Regions from separate parts of the Mus musculus genome. Here all the other regions are linked to region 4. Evidence: chromatin contacts called from public HiChIP or PLAC-seq and promoter capture Hi-C data. All regions are on one chromosome and are shown on one strand. The core of a region is the stretch at or near the end of the contact, and the rest is flanking DNA. Distances in the headings are between cores, read along the strand shown.

What was found. Promoter capture Hi-C pulls out the DNA fragments that hold promoters and counts their contacts. HiChIP or PLAC-seq counts read pairs in DNA pulled down with a chosen protein or histone mark.
Region 1: an H3K4me3 HiChIP or PLAC-seq map of bone marrow-derived macrophages shows a contact between it and region 4, with 4 times the contacts expected there. The contact joins the promoter of Aim2 here to the promoter of Kcnj10 in region 4. A contact is called at or near these places in 3 of 39 promoter capture datasets (the 3T3-L1 cell line, cranial neural crest and pre-B cells), 1 of 115 datasets of contacts at active chromatin or transcription factors (bone marrow-derived macrophages) and 1 of 9 other capture datasets (embryonic stem cells).
Region 2: an H3K27ac HiChIP or PLAC-seq map of microglia shows a contact between it and region 4, with 5 times the contacts expected there. The contact joins the promoter of Olfr433 here to the promoter of Kcnj10 in region 4. A contact is called at or near these places in 2 of 39 promoter capture datasets (the C10 cell line and pre-B cells) and 1 of 115 datasets of contacts at active chromatin or transcription factors (microglia).
Region 3: a contact with region 4 is called in a promoter capture Hi-C map of embryonic stem cells, with 2.4 times the contacts expected there. The contact joins the promoter of Ufc1 here to the promoter of Kcnj10 in region 4. A contact is called at or near these places in 2 of 39 promoter capture datasets (embryonic stem cells and hippocampal neurons).

What each region holds. Positions count from the first base shown.
Region 1 is chr1:173,419,139-173,422,123 of GRCm38.p6, reverse strand. It overlaps Aim2 (absent in melanoma 2), which reads right to left and starts at 1,520. Exons shown (of 9, transcript NM_001013779.2): 1 at 1,438-1,520.
Region 2 is chr1:174,040,478-174,043,291 of GRCm38.p6, reverse strand. It overlaps Olfr433 (olfactory receptor 433), which reads right to left and starts at 1,359. Exons shown (of 1, transcript NM_146717.2): 1 at 356-1,359. The coding sequence starts at 1,340. The coding sequence ends at 396.
Region 3 is chr1:171,293,666-171,296,668 of GRCm38.p6, reverse strand. It overlaps Ufc1 (ubiquitin-fold modifier conjugating enzyme 1), which reads left to right and starts at 1,667. Exons shown (of 7, transcript NM_025388.3): 1 at 1,667-1,748; 2 at 1,842-2,035. The coding sequence starts at 1,913.
Region 4 is chr1:172,339,897-172,342,684 of GRCm38.p6, reverse strand. Kcnj10 (potassium inwardly-rectifying channel, subfamily J, member 10) reads right to left here and starts at 1,475. Exons shown (of 2, transcript NM_001039484.1): 1 at 1,234-1,475.

The DNA of each region.
Region 1 (2,985 bases), core at 271-2,770, 1.1 Mb before region 4:
AAAAAAGTAGAAAAGTTGAACAACATAATTAACAACTATGTTCTGATACTTAGAAATACTTACCACACTTTCGGTAAGGGCACAAAGGTTATCACTGAGTTCCAAAGAGTAGTTACTGTATTAGTTTCTTTTTTTTCTTCAATTTTTAATATTTAAATGTATTTTATACATCAAACATATTAATAATATTGAGCATTTTGAGAATCAAATAGTCTGTAAAAATGTGTTCAACTTTTATATTGATATCCTTTCATACCCTAAAAATATCATTAATGAATATTTAATACAGGAGAACACAGTAAACAGCTATAAGCACTTAAAGAGGCAACACAAAAATCTCTTAAAGAATTACAGGAAAAAACAATCAAACAGGTAAAGGAAATGAACAAAATCATCCAAGATCTAAAAATGGAAATAGAGACAATAAAGAAATCACAAAGGGAGACAACCCTGGAGTTAGAAAACCTACAAAAGAGATCAAGAGTCATAGATGCAAGCATCACCAACAGAATACAAGAGATAGAAGACAGAATCTCAGATGCAGAAGATACCATAGAAAATATTGACAAAACAGTCAAAGAAAATGCAAAAAGCTCTTAACCCAAAACATCCAGAAAATCCAGGACACAATGAGAAGATCAAACCTAAGGATAATAGGTATAGAAGAGAGCGAAGATTCCCAACTTAAAGGGCCAGTAAAGATTTTCAACAAAAATATAGAAGAAAACTCCCCTAACCTAAACAAAAAGATGCTCATGAACATACAAGAAGTCTACAGAACTCCAAACTGGACCGGAAAAGAAATTCCTCCTGTCATAATAATCAAAACACCAAATGCACCAAACAAAAAAAGAATATTAAAAGTGGTAAGGGAAAAAGGTCAAGTAACATAAAGTCAGACCTATCAGAATTACACCAGACTTCTCCACAGAGACTATGAAAGCCAGAAGATCCTGGGTAGATTTCATATAGACCCTAAGAGAATACACATGGCAGCCCAGGCTACTATACCCAGCAAAAATCTCAATTACCATAGATGAAGAAACCAAAATATTCCATGACATAACCAAATTTACACAATATTTTCTCATAAATCCGGCCCTACAAAGTATAATAGATGGAAAACACCAACACAAGAGGGAAACTACACCCTAGAAAAAAGCAAGAAAGTAATCTTTCAAAAAAACTAAAAGAATATAGCCACACAGATATAATTCCACCTCTAACAACAAAAATAACAGGAAGTAGCAATCACTTTTCCTTAAATATCTCTTAGCAATCACTTTTCCTTAATATCTCTTTTCAGTTCCCCGCAAAAGACAGAATTGGATATGTAAACAGGACCCAGCATTTTGCTGTATTAGTTTCTTTTCTGTTTTGATAAAATGTCATGAACATTAGCAACATAGGGGAGAAGTAGGTTTTAATTTTACTTACAGGTCCATGAGGGTGGATTTCATCACGACAAGGAAAAAACCTAGCAGCTAGTTAAGGAAGCATGGCGGCAGACAGGACAGGAAGCAGGCAGGACAGGAAGCAGGCAGGTTGTGATTCTTGCTCAGACAAAGAAACAGAGTTACAAGTGAGACCGCCTATCACCTCTCACAGGCCGCCCTCAGTGACCCACTTCCTCCAATAAGGTTTCTCCAGTAAGTTCCTCCTTGTGAAAGTCCCAAGACCTTCCGGAGCCACCAGCCGGCATATATTCAAACCTCAACAGATACCATAGGAATGATCCTTCCCCCAAATTCCAGGGATTTAACTATGGAAATGGGAAAGCAGGATCCAATTGGAACTAGACTGAAATAAACTTGCTATTACCTAATAAAGTAAAGGAAATAGAGATTAAAAGCACATATAATTTTTAAAAGATGCCATGTCACTTGAACATTTGGGATTATGGAGTAACATTATCTGCTTGGCATTTCTTTCTTTTTTTTTTTTTTTTTTTTCTATTTGATTCCGTGTCTGATTTTTTTTTAATTGTTCTTTTGTGTTACTACCATGCTGGGTTTTTTTTTCCCCACATTTTTTTTATTAGATATTTTCTTCTTAGATTAAGGTTACTTAGAATTTTGAGCTCTGATGCTTTCAAGCTAACGTTACATCACAGGCTTTCTGTCATGCCATTATTCTCACCTTTTATCGAGAAATAGCTCCCTGGCCCCTATGTTTCTTCCCCCTTCAGCTAGAAATCAAAAGCCCTCTTCTAAATATAAATTCATGTCAATAAAACACCTACAGACCAACACACCCAGAAAATCAGAGTTCCTTTTAGGCTCAGTCTGGGTCAACCCTCTGAACAATATATTCTAATTCCTGCCACGGCCAAATGCACTTTCTTTTGTAAAGGTCTCAGTTGTGGTGCAATAAAAGATAACTTCTGTTCCTCAGTCAACTGAAGGTTTAGAACCAGGCTTCCTGCAGCCTTATTCTTTTCTAGAATACAGTCAATACTAATCCCTCTTTCTAACCTCAGAAACCCAGGACTCTCTTTCCTCTTAATTTACTGATTAGCAAAATGGTCCTAAAGCTTTCTCTAGAAAACTTCTGACATATCTTACTTACCTCAGGGGATTTTCTTCTCTCCAAAGCAGCCTTAGTTCTCAACTCAGGGACTGGTGTATGTCCTGAGAGTTCAAACCATCCGCCTCACAAAGATTTTCACTATGAGTAGTAGGACATGAAAATCATGAAAATCAGGTCTTGGGAGACAGAAAGCAGAAAGTACTCTCAACTATCTTCTTTCACTTTGAAGCTTGGCTAGTCCTGGCCCTATAGCTGAGTCCTAAACCCTGATGCTGGGGCAAAATAATTATATATTAAGGCTCTGCCCAAGCAAATGCTAGTTTTCAGTTTCCTTTTTACAAGCCTCAGCAGAGTTTCTCCTCCAGCTGTGAGGTCTCAACCAGAGGTATTTTAGATATAGGGAACTCCACAAAAGTTATTTCCTGCTTTACCAGGGAGTTCATAGCCTAAGGGACA
Region 2 (2,814 bases), core at 110-2,609, 1.7 Mb before region 4:
GATAGATAGGTTAGATAGATAGATAGATAGATAGATAGATAGATAGATAGATAGATAGATAGATAGATAGATTAGATAGATAGATAGATAGATAGATAGACAGACAGATAGATAATTATCAAAGTCACAAATACAATTCAAATATTTCTATATGCCAGTTTTTAATCTTCCATGGATTTCTTCATTGTCATGTTGAAAATGATTCAGAAAAAAATGCCTTTTGCTCATTCTGCTCTACCTCTGATTGATCTGTCTAAAAGACTGAACATATGCAGCATAGTAAGTGCTAAACTCAGTGGTACACTTATTGGCATTTATTTTGATTCTGCAAAATGATTCACAAGCCATTTGAGTGTTGCATTTACCCTGAATGTGGGTAATGTCAAAAGAGATAATTAGGTGTCTCTCAACAAAGTTCTGATCTTTTCACTGACCCTCTTCACGGCTTCCTTCACCTCTTTGTTGCGAAGGGAATAGATGATAGGGTTGAGGAATGGAGTTAGGAGGGCATACACTAAGGCAATAAGTTTGTCAGTGCCCTCAGGTCTGCTCTGAGGTGAACCCACATACACAGTAAAAGCAGAAGCATAGAACAGTGCAACCACTGTCATATGGGAGGAGCATGTGGAGAAGGCTTTGGCTCGACTGGCAGCTGAAGGCAGCTTCAGGACAGCTGTCAGAATACCCCCATAGAGTCCCAAGATGAGGACAAAATTGCATCCAGTGGCCACACCAATCACTGCCCCGTGAACCCGAGCATGCCACCTTGTGCTCACACATGCCAACCGCATTAGTGGTGCCAGGTCACAAAAGTAATGGGCTATTTCTTTCAAGCAATACGGTAAACTGGCAGTGAGACATGCAGGCACCAGGGCAGCTGAAAAGCCAGCTACCCAAGTGGCACCTGCAAGCCATAGCTGTACCTGCCTGCTCATGAGTGCATGGTAGTGCAGTGGACGACAGATAGCAAGGTAGCGGTCCAGAGCCATGACACCTAACAGGTAGCACTCGGTCATGCCCAAGGAGTGAAAGACATACAGCTGGACGAAGCATGCAGACGAGGGGATGGGTGAATGCCCATGGAGCAGGGTGTGCAGCAAGGTGGGCACTGTGGTGCTGACATACCAGAGTTCCAGGAAGGAGAGGACACTGATAAAGAAGTACATGGGAGTGGACAGCCCTGAATCTGCCTGAACCAAGACAATGATGAACAAGTTCCCTGCCAGTGTGAGGAGATAGATGCACAGGGTCCCCAGGAAGGCAAGAGGTCGGAGGGCACCAGAGGTAGTGAAACCAGCAAGGATGAAGGTCCGTGTCCAGGTGTAGTTGACATGATCCATGGTTCCAAGGAGGAGGTGGAGTTAAGGTCCAAGATTAACTACGTCAGGATCTTCCATCTCTTTGTGAAATACTCCTAGAGTCAAGAGCAGCAACTCTGAGTACATGGCTGAGGTTGGACATAATCTAATTAAATCCCTATGTTGTGATACTGGAGCTGCAGCCCCCTCCCATCCCCATCAATGTGAAATGATTGGTTTCAACATCAGTAGGTGGCTGGGCTAGAACTAGAAATGAAGACACCTGGTTTATTCTTCTGAGTGTTCTACTCCTGATCTCTTGAGTGTCCACCAACACAGTTCTCCCCTATCCCACTCTCAATAAAAGGAAATGGAACCTTTCTACTGTAATCTCTCCTATGACCTATATGTTTCTTGGGGACTCTGTGCATCTATTTTAGAATAATAAAATAACTAGAAGTGTTGGTCTGTTCTAAAGGAAGGCTTGATGTCTACAGAAAGTTATAGTGACTTTTTTCAGGAAGTCTTATACTTCATTGACTATTCTGGTAGGGAAAGATTAAGTGATCTATGCCTGACAATGATGCAGACACTCTAAGATTAATCCCTAAAATATAATGCCCATGAAATGTAATGGTTATTCACTTCCAGGCCCATCATATACAATGATTATTCAATTCTAGACCCATCATATACAATGATTATTCACTACCAGGCCCATGATATGCCCTGATTATTCCCTATCAGTCCTATGATCTCCTATGAGTATTTACTATCAGTCCCACAATCTTCTATGAGTGTTCACTCTCAGGCTCACGATATCTACTGATTGTTCACCCAACATTCATACCGTACCTTCTAAAAGTTGAGCTTCATGAGAGACAGATGACATGAATTTTCAAAGAAGAAAAGTGTGAGTCAGAATCCCCAGGCAGAAAAGAAACTTTGCAGTAGCTGTGAATTGGCTGCATGCCCTTGCTCTGACACACCCCAGCTGTACACTCTGAACTAGGGGATTTTTTTTTTTTACTTAACCAACTTCCTGTTTCCTAAAATGAAGAAGAAGAACAAGATTTGGCAGTTGGTTTCTGAAACTGTTATGAGTTCTGATCTCCCTAGGATATTGGGAAATGATTGTGAGTTTTGTGGTTGGGTTTTCCTTCCATAACCTGAGGCTACTCACTAGGAAAGATCAAAATCAAAACTCTTGCCTTATTCTCTTCTGGTAATCTCCTACACTCTACCACCGTCATCTATCACCTGACCATTTGGTGGCATTAGCATCCGTGTCATCCCCCTAATGGCAATTCCGATCTCTATCTACTTATATGAAACGGTCCTGGAAAGGCTGCTTTCCCAGAGGCCCCTCGTTGGGTGTTCCCTGGAGCTGTGAGTATGATGAGCTCTCAGAATCCCTCTGGAGCAAGAAGTTGGGTAGAGAGAAGTGAAACAGCATTTCTATTCCTAAGATGACTTCTTTGCTTCTTGCTACCAGGGATGATGCTTTTGTCGTGAA
Region 3 (3,003 bases), core at 418-2,917, 1.0 Mb after region 4:
CATCTTTAACCCCAGCACTCCAATTGCAAGGGGCCTTTGGATCCTGTGAGTTCAAGGGCAGCCTGGTCTACACAGAGAATTCTAGGACATCCAGGAGTACACAGACCTTGTCTCAAAAGAAAAACAAATAATCTACCAAACAACACAGGGAAATCATCTGGGATGGAAAAACCCAACATCATTTATTTGTAGCTCAGCCTGTGATGACAGACACTCACCATCAGGTCTGGTTGATGTAATAATGGGGATCCAACTCCATTTCTGTGCATTCTAGGCAAGAATTCTAACACTACACTACGTCCTCAGCCCTTAAAACTATATTTGAGTGTTTGTTTTTTCACCTAGAGGACTGGAGATACAGCTCAAGATTTAAGCGCACTTGCTACTCTTGCAGAGGATCAGTCTTCAGTTCTCAGCACCCACATGGAAGTCATGTCTGTAACTCTGGTTCCAGGGCATCTGTTGCCCTTTACATGCCTCTACTGGCACTGCATGCACATGGTACCTTACATACATGCTGGTAAAACACTCACATGACATACAAATATATAAATTTAAATTGAAGTTGAAGGGGCACACATGCCACGGCATAGGTATGTAAGTCAGAGGACAGCATGTCTTGTTTTTCTTTCTTTCTTTCCTTCTTTCTCTTTTTTTGGGTAGGGGGTTGTTTTGGTTTTGAGGGGTTTTTTGTTTGTTTGTTTTTTGGGATTTTTTTGTTTTTGTTTTTGTTTTGAGACAGGGCTTCTCTGTGTAGCCCTAGCTGTTCTGGAACTCACTCTGTAGACCAGGCTGGCTCTCAAACTCAGAGATCTGCCAGCCCTCTGTCTCCTGAGGGCTGAGATTAAAGATGTGTGACACCACCATCTTGGAATTTGTTCTCTTTGTAGACTCAAACTCACCAAGGTTAAAACTCTAGAGTCCTCTGCCTCCCAAATGCTGGGATCGAAAGTGTGCAATCACAGCAGCTGTGGCATATGGAGTTTGTTCGTTTTAAATTGAGTTGCAGCAATCTTCTGATCTTGACCCCTAAGCTCTGGGATAACACATGTGGGCCACCAAGCTTATTGAGGTTTCTTGGTTTCAAACGAATTTAGAAATTACCCAACCAGCACTTGGGAGACAGAGGCAGGCAGATCTGTGAGTCGGAGGCCAGCCTGGTCTAATAAAAAAACAACAAATTACCAGATGACTTGCCATAGGCTTAGAATAGGCATTCAGTGACTGTTAGTCATTTGGGTGAATTCATCTAAGAAGAAATCGTTTCTATATACTTAATATATAGCACACAAAAGATATTCAGTAACTCTTTGGAAAAAAAAGTTTTATCTTTAGGATGGTTTTAAAACCTAAACAGATTAATTTTGAAGTAAGCAATAGCTCCGGGCCATTTTGTATGTGTTAGAGGCAAGTCTGTGGTATATAGGACCCAATGTCCTTTAAAAAACAAACAAGCTTACATACTTCCTAATTCAGTTGTGTTAATTATTCAGGACAGGGATGGAAAGTAAGGAAGTCACTCTGGAGAACAAAGACGTTAAATTGCGCATCTTAGGAGATAGGACTTTGAAGACAGTCTAGAAAAACCTGAAATTCAAACAACTTTGCTGGTTTGGGAAGGTCTTGAGTTTTTCCCAAGATTGCTTCTGAGCATGAACGGAAGTCGTTCTCTGAGCAGGCTCCGGTGATTTAATGATAGGTGGACAGAGTAGCCCGCCTCCATTCTGTTCTTCCGGACGCTCACACCCGTAGGTCAATTTTATTTCCTTACAATAAATAAATAAAAATCGAATGCATTCAGGGTCCGCTTTAAAGCCATCCAACGCCTCCTCTTCCCACAGTAAAGATGGCGACGCCGTGAGTAAGTGACAAGCAACTGCACTTCCGCAGTTTTCCTGCTCCCTGGTCCAAGATGGCGGACGAGGCCACTCGGCGGGTCGTGTCTGAGATCCCGGTGCTGAAGACCAACGCCGGACCCCGAGATCGGGAATTGTGGGTGCAGCGACTAAAGGAGGAATATCAGTCCCTGATCCGGGTCAGTTTTACTCCTGTGCTTGACCGCGTAGCAGAGGGGTGGCGAGTAACCAGGTGTCCCCGGGAATTGGCTCCGGGTGGAAGCCGCTTCCGGTTTTAAAGTTTAAATTCTAAATTCATATAAATGCGATTGTTTGGGGGGCTGGGGGCGTTACGGGTGGCCGGAGGGAGGATGCAGAAGAGATTCCGGCTAGGAGCACAGTAGGGCTAGACTTTGAAGGAAAAAACAGCAGTATTCCGGGAAGGTGACGTGTCCCTCTCGCACCAGGTGCTTGCTCTGCTGGCTGTGGTAGGGGGTCAAAGTACTTCTTAGCGCCTGAAGAAGTGTCTGTGCATCACTGCTCTTTCATTCTTCATGATGAAATGGATGGAATTAATGTCAGGACTGAAAACCTAAAGTGTTTAGAGGTAGAGAGAGAGATGTTTTTAGTTATAAATTAGCCATCCTTTCAGCTAATTCCTGTTATGGGAAGAGAAAGATTGCCCTCCTTTTGGTGCTTTCTATCTGCTTCAAAACCCAGTAGATCGCTTGCAGTATATGTGGCCTCACTGAGAAACTGGCGAGTGCTTGCGTAGCATGCAAGATGTCCTTGGGTTCCATCTCTGGCACCTCATAAATTGATGAGGCTCATATGTTCTCTGTACCCAGGATGTGGAGCCAGGATTGGAAGCTCGGGTCGTTTTTTAGACTGCATAATGAATTCAAAGCCAGTCTGGACTATAGGAGACCCTGCCTCAAACCACAACAATAAAACATATTATTGTGTTACTAGTATCTATTGAGAGTATATAAAACCGAATAAGAATGGCCCTACTGAGGTTGACAGAAACAGTATTAAACTGTGTTTAAGTGGAGAGACAGAGACATAACTAGGGTATTTTGAGAACATGGGGAGGAAGGAGTAAGGTGTAGCGAGGATTCTGGAATTTTGGTTTCTTTAAAACAGAAGCATAAGAATATGTTTTTGT
Region 4 (2,788 bases), core at 226-2,725:
TCATTCCAGGAACATATTCAAAACTCCTTGGAGATCAGGGAAAAGTGTTCAAGATGAAACTCGATTGAGCTCATGGTAACTGCCGGCTCATGGCGCCAGTCTCTCCATGCCCACTCTGTGCCTTCCATGTAACCCCAAACAGGAGGCTCCCAAGGCGTCTTTTACCATCTCCTGTCCTCTTGGACTACCTAAAGCCGCCTGTCCCATAGGGAGAAAAACATTTCAAACACCACAGCAAGGGCTCTCTGGCCAGAAACCTCTCATCAGAATTTGTATCGATACGCAACCTAAGCAGGCTTTAAGCTTTGCCTTCCCTTGGATCCAAATCTGTCTTTATTTCTGTGCACCCTCGCCTCTCTCCGTCAGCCTCAGTCTGCCCAGGGCACTTCAGTTACTGAAATGAAATCCCGAGATACCAGAAGTCCTACCCCTAAATTTTTTCTTTCCCAGGTTTGTCCTTCTGGCCATTCTGGGCCTCGGGTCTCCTCCCTAGAATCAGTTCCATCCTAACATGACTGCCCTTGGTCAGTCCCTGATGGGGCAAGACAGAGAGTGGGAGAGGGGATCCCTAAAGGATGAATTCATAGGCACTAATCTACCCTGCTCCAGAAGAAACATCTTCTTCTGAGATTGTCCTTGTGAGGCAATTTCAAGGATTGAGGGATGTCGGTAGGGAGGGGGTCTCAAAGTGGGAACCCAGAAGGAAATGAAGAGGGTCCCAGGCACATCAGGGTGACTGCGTCTTCTAATCTAGTGCTTGTCTTTCTCCCCATGTGTAAACAAACTGGTGCTCAGAAGACCGTCAATGAGTGTCACTGTGTGAATGTCACTGCAAGGGGGAAGGGCTGGAATCAGGAGTAACTTATCTCTACTGGGAGCAAGGGGCAGTGTCTCTATTCCTGTGTGGGTGGGTGCAGGCTTATGTGTGGTAATTAATTACTCTAGTAACCGGATGAGCCCCATGCAACTGCAGGTCTGCCAAGTGTCATGAGGAGGGGATATCATGGAAGCCCCTTTCTTAGATGGAAGACCCGAGGTGAATAACCTGAGTAAAGTACTCTTGATGAGGGGCCCTTCCCAGGAAAGTCCACTTGGAACTGCCAAGACTGAAGGAGGGAGACCCGGATTGTACTGATAGGGTACAACCAGCTTCCGTAGGGACCAAAGGGTTAGGGGGATCCGATGGATAAGTGGATAGGACCCAGCACTCCTTTATCAGGGCCAGAGTCTTACCTTGGCTCGAAGGTGAAGTGGCTGCTCTGATAAATCGCGGGGCAGCGGGACAGATGAACAGACGGGGCGGGCAGGAGCGGCGAGCGGAGCTGTGCGACAGGCAGGGCCAAGACTCTTAAACCCGGAGCTGGAATCAGATAAGGGTTTGTCCGGGGGCCGGGGCCGGGGTCGGGCCGGCCGGGGGCAGAGTTGGGCCGGGCCGGGCCGCCCCCTCCCTCTGCAGTGCCGAAGCCAAACTTTGTGTGAATGGAGGGGCCCGGCGGGGGTCGGGAGGGCGGAGGCAGAGGGGGGAGCTTGGAGCCGGCCAATGGCAGATCGGAGCGCCAGATCAGCGCCTGGGGATTGGAGAGATTTGGGCAAGGCAAGGGGCGGGGCTTAGGGGATAGGAAGCGCAAACCCAGACGGACTAGGGTGCAGAAACACTCGAAGAACAGAGACCCAGACAGAGTCCCGGAGAAAGAGAGATGAAGAGACGATACGCGTAGCGATAGAAGCCGAGCTGGCAAGATGACAGGGGGGAAGAGAAAGAAGAAAAGTGAGGCGGCCGTGTCAGAATGGAGGAACCAGGACGAGGGCCGCGGGGGCGGGACTGGGCCCCAGTTAATGAGGTGGAAATGAATTCAGGACGGGCTGCGACTGGGACCGAGACTGTGGCAGACTTGGCCTGGGTTCCTGGGGCTACAGGGCTCTGGCATCCTGTACAATTTCCAAGTTATTCGCTGTTCCCTGTGTAGAGAGTGCGGCGTGGGGTGCAAAAGAGGACCAAACATCATCTCCATCTGCAGCAACTTCTCCTGCAAGGAAAAATAAGCCGCAGTACGGTGCAAAGTGTGGGAGACATCCAAAGCTGTGGAAGAAGAAGGAAGGGTCACTATTTAGGGGGTTCCCCACAAATGTTCGAGGAAAGAGATAACGTCTACGTAGGTTCTAGGAATGCAGGAGGCCCAGGTCCAAGGAGATGGCAGAAAGAATACTGATGACAGAGGAACTGCCATTGTGAAGTCCTGTGGGAACACAGACACATCAGCTTAGGAAATAGCGTCAAACTCTTCCCATCCACTATGTACTCTCATTATCTGATCTGTTTTGAGTGATTTGTACCCTCTATCTGATGCATGGCATACACTAAAGAAGAAAATAAAGACGTCCCACTTTTATTCATAACAGACATTGAACTACATATCAATAGACTGCTTTACTTACTGTGTTAATATAAATTCAGGATTGAAAGCAGGGAAACTATATATATTTTAGTTTAGCTTAAAACTCTCAAAATGCATAAGATGAAGAATACATGTGCCTTTTGAAAAGGCCTCTTTGGGGCTGAGGGTGTTGTAGCTGAGAGGTAGAATGCTTGTCTTGGGTTCCATTCATCACCAGCACAGAAAGAAGAATGGGAGGGGGGAGGAGGGAGGGAGAAAGAGAGGGAGGGAGAGAAGAAGGGAGGAAGGAAAGGAAGGAAGGAAGGAAGGAAGGAAGGAAGGAAGGAAGGAAGGAAGGAAGGAAGGAAGGAAGGAAGGAAGGAAGGAAGAAGGAGAGAGGGAGAAAGGGAAAA